2 separate regions of the Sus scrofa genome follow, and region 2 is linked to region 1. A link is a contact called in public Hi-C data. All regions are on one chromosome and are shown on one strand. Each heading gives the region's core, a stretch centred on a gene start, on an enhancer-like site or on the middle of the called end of the contact. The rest is flanking DNA. Distances are from core to core; before and after follow the strand shown.

Evidence for each region. Hi-C and Micro-C count contacts between places; a contact is called where the count stands out from the background.
Region 2: a Hi-C map of liver shows a contact between it and region 1, with 5 times the contacts expected there. The contact joins the promoter of YIPF4 here to the promoter of BIRC6 in region 1. A contact is called at or near these places in 2 of 47 Hi-C or Micro-C datasets (blood and liver) and 2 of 2 datasets of contacts at active chromatin or transcription factors (alveolar macrophages and skeletal muscle).

Annotation. Positions count from the first base shown.
Region 1 is chr3:107,267,008-107,271,740 of Sscrofa11.1, forward strand. BIRC6 (baculoviral IAP repeat-containing protein 6) reads right to left here and starts at 2,363. Exons shown (of 78, transcript XM_021087656.1): 1 at 2,039-2,363. The coding sequence starts at 2,363.
Region 2 is chr3:107,337,771-107,342,503 of Sscrofa11.1, forward strand. It overlaps YIPF4 (protein YIPF4), which reads right to left and starts at 2,259. Exons shown (of 6, transcript XM_021087657.1): 1 at 1,926-2,259. The coding sequence starts at 2,244.

The sequences.
Region 1 (4,733 bases), core at 1,113-3,612:
GCGCTATAGTTTATGCACCTAACTTTTCACTTACATTATGCACCTAGAGCCCTCCCTTTCAGTAATCTACCATCAGAGTGACTGTTTTCTTCCTTTTCATGAACAGGCACATTCATATAAATCCAATTTCCTCATTTATAACTAACCCTGGTACACATAATCTTTATGAAACATGGCCCCCAAACACTCTCTGAGACTCTTCTTTCTACTGAAAATATTTTAACGCTTTTGTTAACACGGTTTTTTACAGAAATCCAAATACATCAACTCTGATATCACTTAAAGTTTAAAATCATGAAAGACAGTATTAGATATTTTTAAAAGATAAAGGTATATACTAAAATACATAAACAAATGTATAAAAATGACCTCATAGGGAAGAAAGTGTTGGAGGAATGCAATCCAGGAGGGACACAGAAGGCTTCAACTCTATTTGTCATGTTTTATTTTTTTTTTTAACTGAGTCAGGAATACGTGATTGTCCATCATAATTGCTTTTATATCTTTCCATATGAGAAAAACATTTCAGTTTATGAAGAAGGATTTCCAATTACTAATGAAAATCACCCCCTCATACAGAGTGAGGAGCTGTTATGTCCAAGTTACAGTAAATGCTCATTGCTACATCTGGGACACCATTCCTCTGCTTTACCTAAGCCAAGAAAAAAAAAAAAATTACAAGACTACAATACAAATCTTCTCTTAGACATGTTTCAGATATGATCCAGGTTTATTGTCTATAGCTCTACACAATCCATTTCTTTCACAACTCTCACATCAACAAAAATTAAATCCTTATCTTTGTATCCCTAAATTGCCATGTACTCTTAAGTGCCTCACACAGTAAACCAGAATAACCACCTTTTCTTATTAATCTCTGTTAAAATATAAGTGAATAAGTAAGACCACATAACTACTTCCACTTGGCTAAATGCAGATCCTTCATCTCTGTGCAAGAGTCTAACTCACTCCTATACTAACTTTTCAATTCCAACTTATAACAGCTAAATTAAGCCAGTCATCATTCAACTGCAAATGAAATGTCATCTCAGCCAACGTAACTTGGCCAGGGCAATTGCAAAACACTCCACTCCAACCCACTGAGCGTTCACCTCACGCACACTTCAAGTCCGGTCCTAGACCAACGTTTACACCAGCTAGAACAGCTCTCCTCCACAGGCGAGCTCCTCCACATGCTTCCGTATCCCAACTTTCCGCTCGATGTGGTCAAACAAGCAGAGACGGCCTAAGGTCTCACTCAGTACGAAACCAACGGAATCTACAGCTCATACACCGCAGGTGCTGAGTTTCTCGTCCCTGGGGGGTAGAAGGTGGAAGCCCCGAGTTAGGGGACAAGGCGTCTTCCATGGCGTCAGCCAGAGTCCTAAAGTCGTCTACGGAACAGTTCAGGCAGCTGGCCCGCCCACTTCCCTCCCCACCCCCACTCCAGGCCCACCCCACCCCCACCCCCGGAGCCAAGCCTGCTGTACATCCCAGCACCTGCGGGTCCCAGGAATAGCGCGGAACCACTTCTCTCCGTAAGAGCGGAGGGCTTGGATGCCGGCTAGGACGCTCGCCTCCAGCCACCTGCCTCTCACGTTGGAACCAACGCTGCGACCCTTTCCCTCTCTGATCTAACAGCAGGCAGTACCGACACGCTCTCCAGGACCTAGCCAGGGGCCTAGGCTTCTCCCGTGCCAAGCTCCGAGACCTCCTCACCTCTCCCAGAGGTCCAACCTACACCGGACGCTCAAGGCCCCAAAGGCAACTCCCACCACTCCGGGCCTCGCCCTTCTTTCCTTCCCAGCTGCAGCCGCTGAAAAAGCCAAGTCCGAAGGTCCTCCTCCATCAGTTTCCGGGCCTCCCTTCACAGCCAGGCCTGAGCCCCGAGCCCTGCCCTCCGCCACCGGCTCCCAACACGCCGCTTCCCTCCTCCGGAGGCCGAGCCCGGGGGCTGGGCGGCTTCCTTCCCCGGCATCCCGGGGCCCGGCTCCTCCCGCGGCGGGCCCGGCCCCCGCCCAGCGTGCCGCACACTCACCGCTGAGCGCCGAGGCCTGCAGGGTGGCCCCTGAGGTGCCGTCGATGACTTTGATGGTCCCGCGACTGGTGACGGCCAGAATGGCGTTGAGCGCCGGGTGGTAGGAAAGGCTGTGCAGCCCGTCGGAGTCGCAGCGCATGCAGCCGTCCCGCAGCACCAGCCACTCGGAGACCCCGGCCGCTCCTGCCCCCGCCGCCGAGGAGCAGCCCGGGCCCGAGGCCGCCGCAGCCGCAGCCGCCATCTTCCGGCCTGCGCTCAGCACAATCACACTGGGAAGCGGCTCAGTGACAGTCCCGGGAGGTGCAGCACCACCGCCAGTCACCATCCGGGGCCAGGGGGCAAGCGGAGCGCGTTAGCCGGAAGTGAAGTCAGGCGCCGGCACGCACGCGGGACGTCGGCCGCGCGCCCAGAGGGGCCCAGCTTCGAGGGAGGCTGGCGGGGGAGGGGGTAGAAGAAGCGAGAGAGGCGGGGCCCGGGGCGGGCGCGCGAGACCGGCGGGCGGAGCATGCGCGGGAGGGCTTGCGCGTGGCTCGCGCCGCTGGCCCGGCTAGCCGCTCCGCCACAACGTCCCACTTTTTCCAAGCTCGGGGAGGGGCCGCTACCTAAACTCCGCCCCGCTCCCCTGCTCCTGGCGGTGGAGGGGTGGAGGGTTAGTGAGTGAGGGGCTGGGGCGTGTATTTCCGCTAGGCGGAGACCCGGGCGGGAGCGACCTGACTGAAATGCCTTGAGGCCCTTTGCTGCAGTTCCAGCTGCGCCCGGACAGTTCCTGGCACACGCGGTGCAAATGTTTGGCCGTGGCCCAAAGGAGACCTCAGAGTCTGAACCTCGACTCTGGTGTGAGGATAAGCAGTCTGAAAAATCTCTAGTCTTGACTTGGAGAAACCGAACGACCTCACCAAGCCTATGCCTATTACACTGCCCCCCCATCCCCAGATCTTTTTGTTGAACCAGATGCTCGGCGCTGGAAGCATATAGTTAAGATTAGTTTCTCTACCCACATTCCAAATGCGAATTGTTAATAGGTGTGTTGGGGGGTTGCAGAACAAGAAAAGGCTAGTTAGGTAGATTTACAAATCACCTTTGGAAAATAACAATGCTTTTTTTTTTTTTTTTTTTGCTTTTTGTTTCAAATTAATTGTTAGATTGATTCACAATTGCAAACTAACCTCTGTGGTCTGCCTCTCCAAAACCCATAACTCCTTATCTGTGAGAAAAACATTGGACAAACCCGAATCGAAGTTCATTCTATAAAACACCTGACCATTACTTCTCAAAGATAGAACAGGTCTGACTTGTCCAGCTTCCACTAACAGTTACATAATTTCAGTGCAATATCAAAAGCAGGGATTTGGCTTATGATATGTATATGGTTCTATGTCATTTTATCACATGTAGATTCATGCAGCACAGTCAAGAACTCTGTATTTGAGAATCATTCTATTATCTCAGTCTAATTTCCTCTTCCTTAAAATCTAATCAAAGTGCTCTTGAGAAGATTAAGAATCATTTGTAAAATGTGTAGAATGGGATCTGACACATGGTAGTAGGTGCTCAATAAAAATTATGAACGTTAATTGCCTTCTCAAATTCTAGCAGACTTGCTTCAGGAAATCTGCATGGATTATCCCAATTACATCTTAAAACTGTTAATTCGTATGCAAAGTTGTATTTATATAACCTATATATTCATTATGAGGCAACATATAATAAAGTGGAAAAATACCCAAATATTAAAGTCACTGTGGCTTCATTTATCTGTGAATTTAGGCAACTCACTTATACATTCTGAGAATGTTCCAAGAGAGTCAAATGGAGATGATCAAATTATTCACCCTACTGCGGTTTCTTACAAGTACTTATAAACTATAAAAATGGAAACACAGGGAAGTTCAATGACTTGTCCAAGATCTCACAGCTTCCAAGGAGCAGGATAAGAGCAAGCTGGAGTTTCAATTCAGCATTGACTCCAAAATCCGTACTCCAAACTTAACTCTCCTGCTCAAAACTTCAGTGTCTTAAGATAAATAAAGCAGTACGAATAATCCAATCTAAATGTGACTAGATGGAGTTCCCAATGTGGCTCAGTGGTTAATGAATCTGACTAGAAACCGTGAGGGCCTGGCCTCACTCAGGATCCGACGCTGCCACGAGCTGTGGTGTATGTCGCAGATTTGGCTCGGATCCTTTGTTGCTGTGGCTCTGGTGTAGGCCAGCAGCTACAGCTCCGACTGGACCCCTAGCCATGGGAAATGCCACATGTCATGGGTGTGGCCCTAGAAAAGACAAAAACAAAACATCTAAATGTGACTAGAAGTATTCTTTTCAAAACTTTTTTTTTTTTTTTTTTTAATCTCAGGACACAAGCTGCCACTATAAAAACTGCTATTTCAAAGATTTTGTCTCTCAAGATCCATTTGGGCCAAACTTTTCCATTAATCTGTACAGTTCCCCTGAATAGGCCTCTAATACAAACCAAGCACCACATCTTGTTGGTAGGGAAAACAAACTACTAACCTGAACACTAAATTTAAATTTAGTGTACTTTAATGTTGTACTGTGTTGAAGAGAATGAAAGACAGTTTTTTGTTGTTGTTGTTAGTCTGTTACCTTTTTTTTGGTTGGGACCAAAAAATATTTATTTAGATTGCTTTCCCTGTAAACCAGCATTCTCCAAAGCTCATTACCCCCAAGTTTT
Region 2 (4,733 bases), core at 1,009-3,508, 71 kb after region 1:
TATCCTTGTCTGTATATCTCTGGATATACAGGTAGTCTATACACCATTAGAGGCTATATAGAGAAGTTTGAATAAATCTTATGGATTTTACTTATTCCAGGTTTCTTGGTTTGGTGTATGGAGTCTATGTTATATTGTTGTCTGATTTCTCATGTATATTTAAAAAAGAGGAGTTCCTGTCATGGCTCAGGGGAAACGAATCTGACTAGCATCCATGAGGATGTATGTTCAATCCCTGGCCTCACTCAGTGGCTTAAGGATCCAGCATTGCCGTGAGCTGTGGTGTAGGTCACAGACACAGATCGGATCTGGTGTTGCTGTGGCTGTGGTGTAGGCTGGTGGCTACAGCTTGGATTCAACCCCTAACCTGGGAACCTCCATATGCCACAGGTGTGGCCTTAAAAAGACAAAAATAAAAATAAAAAAATAAATAAGAAAGAGAATCCTGGAGGAAGGAAGAATATGAAAAATATAAACACAGACACATAAGTGTGAACAAACATCAGGTGCTGATACTTAATGACAATTTTTTCTTAAAATCTGGAAAATTAAGGTTGGATTCCTCCCCAAGCACTATGATACCAAATGTAGATGAAACAAATTAAAATATTCTGCGTTGTTATAGTTCACCAAATTTCCGTATTACGGTAAAGGTATCAGCTATGTTCTCCATGGTAAAATTTTTACTTTACTATTTTTTGTTTGTTTGTTTGTTTGTTTCAGGGCCATGCCTGTGGCTTATGTAAGTTCCCAGGCTAGGGGTAAAATCAGAGCTGCAGCTGCTAGCCTACACCACAGCCACAGCAACTCGGAGTCTGATCTGCGATCTACACCACAGCTCAAGGCAACACCAGACCCTTACCCCACTGGGTGAGGCTAGGGATCGAACCTGAATCCTCATGGATACTAGACAGGTTCATTAGCACTGAGCCACAATGGGAACTCCTATTCTACATTTTAAAGTATAACCAAAACTACAGTATGATTTTCTTTCAACAATGCCATTCAAAAAAGCAAAACAAGGAAAGAAAAGACAGAAAAAAGGCAAAGTAAGCGATGCACTAGGAAAAGATTCTTCAGGAAACACACCCTTCTCTAGAATTAAATTTCTATAGCTAAGTGTAATTTATCTTTTCATACTGAGCAATACCTGTGGTCACTGGAAAATTAACTGGTGTACAAAGCCTAACAAAAGCAACATTTGAAAACGACTACCAGAGACAGATTTCGGTTTCAAAGAGTCTGGCAAGGACAGAGAAAGGGAGGAAAATAAATTCTCCCATGCTGTAGAAAAACCTCTCCAAAACAATATAGAAGGAAATCTGTAGAAGCTACTGGGAACACCTAGCTGGATTACAATTAAGTTTCAAATATATCTTGGTCTACCTCTCCGAATACTGAGGTCAAACACCACAGAAGAGGAGGAAAACTGGGACATGGGCAAGATATCGTATTCCACAAAAACCATGAACTCCTCGAGGTAAGTTAATGTTTGCAGCGCCGAATCCAGTCCCAGCAAAAAGTTATCTACTGATACTGAGCAGCACAGTTCTCCTTCCACGTTCTCAGCCTTTGACGCCTACCTCGGCCAATCTAACCATCCCTTTTCTGAATAAGACCAAGTCATTTTAGAATTAAAATCCTGGGATCATGTGAGTCCACTTGAGGTGGGTAAGCCCGCCAGAAAACCCTGCCACCAGAAAGCGTGGGGAAAGCGAGAAGCTTACCGAGCCACTCGGAAAGCTCCTCACAGCTCTCCCTCCGCCACTCGGAAGGCCCGGCAGGCGCCCAGGACTCGAGTCACCCACGGGTCAGCTTCCTGCCCGTCTCCACCCTGCCACAACCGCCTCGGCACCAGAAAGACCCCCCCCGCGGCCGGCCCGGCGTCCCCCGAGGTGATGGGCCTTCCTGAGGCTCAGTCTCACCTTCTGCGTCTGCTGAGGTGACAAAGGTGAAGTCCCCGTTAGAGGGGAATAGGCCGGGGGCGGGCCGGGTGGCTGCATCGCGCGGCCCCTCGGAGCCCGCGGCGGGGGACGAGGCTGCAGTTGGGCCCAAGCCCCAAGGCAGCCGCGGAGCCGACTTGCACGCGCGCCTACAGTGCGGCCCGAGAGCCGGGAAGTGCTGCCTAGGAGCGAGGCCGGAGAAAACCGCTGCGGGCCGCGGGGCTGCCCGAGAGTCCCCCACCGAAGTCCTCTGGGTGGCGACAGCCCAAACACCACGACGCCGGCGTCCTGACAGGACCATAACAGTGACAGCGCCGCTGGGATTGGTTCTTTGTAATGTGCTCTCCCATTGGCTACCGGGGGAAGGTTCTGATTGGCTCTCCGTGTTGTTGATTCCGGAAGGTTACTCAGGACAGGAAGCTCACTTGTAAAGAGTGGAAAACTCAGGCTTCTTGCTGTCTAAGCCTCCTCCCTTCGGGCATTTATCTCTTTCCTCTGCTTTATTAACTGGGCGAGTCAAGGAATGTCAGAACTAGGCATGTTTTAAACTGGACAGCCACATGGAAAAGAATGAAATTAGAATACGCCTAACACCATACACAAAAATAAACTCAAAGTGGACTCAAGACCTAGATATAAGACCAGACACTATAAAACTCTTAGAGGAAAACATAGGCCAAACACTCTCTGACATAAACGACAGCAACATCTTCTCAGATCCACCTCTCAAGAGTATTGACAATAAAAACAAAAATAAACAAATGGGACCTAATCAAACTTCAAAGTTTCTGCACAGCAAAGGAAACCCGAAACAAAACAAAAAGACAACCCACAGAATGGGAGAAAATCTTTGCAAGTGAATGGACTGACAAGGGATTAATCTCCAAAATTTATAAACACCTTCTGCAGCTCCATACCAAAAAAACAAACAACCCCATCCAAAAATGGGCAGAAGATCTAAATAGACAGTTCTCCAAAGAAGACATACAGATGGCCAAAAAACACATGAGAAGATGTTCAACATCACTCATTCTTAGAGAAATGCAAATCAAAACCACTCTGAAGTACCACCTTACACCACCCAGAATGGCCGTCATCCAAAAGTCTACAAACAAGAAGTGCTAGAGAGGGTGTGGAGAAAAAGGAACCCGATCACACTATTGGTGGGATTGTCAATTGGTGCAACCACTGTGGAAAGCAGTATGGAGTTTCCTCAGAAAACTAAACATAGAACTACCATTTGATCCAGCAATCCCACCCCTGGGCATCTATCCAGAGAAAACCACGACTCGCAAAGATACATGTACTCCAATGTTCATTGCAGCACTATTTGCAATAAACAAGACATGGAAACAACCTAAATGTCCATTGACAGAGGAGTGGATCCAGAAGAGGTGGTACATATACACAATGGAATATTACTCAGCCATCAAAAAGAACGAAATACCAGCATTTTTAGCAACATGGATGGACCTAGAAACTATCATGCTAAGTGAAGTCAGCCATACAATGAGATACCAACATCAAATGCTTTCACTGACATGTGGAATCTGAAAAAAGGACAGACGGAACTTCTTTGCAGAACAGATGCTGACTCACAGACATTGAAAACCTTATGGTCTCTGGAGGAGATAGTTTGGGGGGTAGGGGGATGTGCTTGGGCTGTAGGATGGAAATCCTGTGAAATCAGATTGTTATGATCATTATACAGCTATAGATGTGATAAATTTGAGTAATTAAAAAAAAAAAGAACTAGGCATGTTTTTAGAGGTATAGCCCTGGCCTTGGATCCCAAGATTGGTTTCCCTTAGTCATTACTTAATTGTATAGGATTTTTTTTTTGCAGGGGGGGGGAGTCTTTTTAGGGCCCAACTGAACATATCGAGATTCCCGGGCATATGGAGGTTCCCAGGCCTGGAGTAGAATCCAAGCTGTAGCCACAGGCCTAAGCCAGAGCCACAGCAACGCTACATCTGGCGGTGTCTGAGACTTACACCACAGCTCAGGCAATGCAGGATCCTTAACCTGCTGAGCAAGGCCAGGGATGGAACCCCCATCTTCATTGATGCTAGTTGGTTCCCTAACCGCTGAGCCAGGATGGGAACGCCAATTGTATAGGATCTTGACTATATATCATCTCTGAGACTCAGTTTCCTCACCTGTGAAATGAATGGGGCTGAATCGGATACTAATAAAAGGCAGATAGGCTGTAAATTGCCACCCAAAGAGTAGGATTGTAGGTTAGCCACATTCCTTTAAAAGGTAAGCAACTGAGGCCAGAAAAGGTAAAGGAGGAACAGAAATATGACAGTACTTTAATCATCTGGATTTTAGCCCAGTGCTCTTTTCAGGACAAGGTCCTGTATGCTGATAAACTTACCAAAATTTACAAATCCATCTAGGTTTTTAAGTGTTTAAGTAAACATGCTTAAAGTTAATGTCCAAGCTATATTAATGACCGTGAGGATGTGGGTTGGATCCCTGACTTTGCTCAGTGGGTTAAGGATCAGGTGTTGCAGTCAGCTGTGGTGTAGTTTGTAGACACGTTGCTGTGGCTCCGACTTAGGCTGGCTGCCACAGTTCTGACTGGACCCCTAGCCTGAGAACCTCCATATGCCGTGGATCTGGCCCTAAAAGACAAAAAGACAAAAGCAACCCTCCCCCCAAAAAAGAAAACCAATTTGGAGAGAGAGGGTTTGAAGATATGTGTGAGGACAGACAGAGAGGAATGACAGATCAGCAGTAGAGCAGTGGAAAGGCATACCCATTGATATGTAGAAGGGAATATTG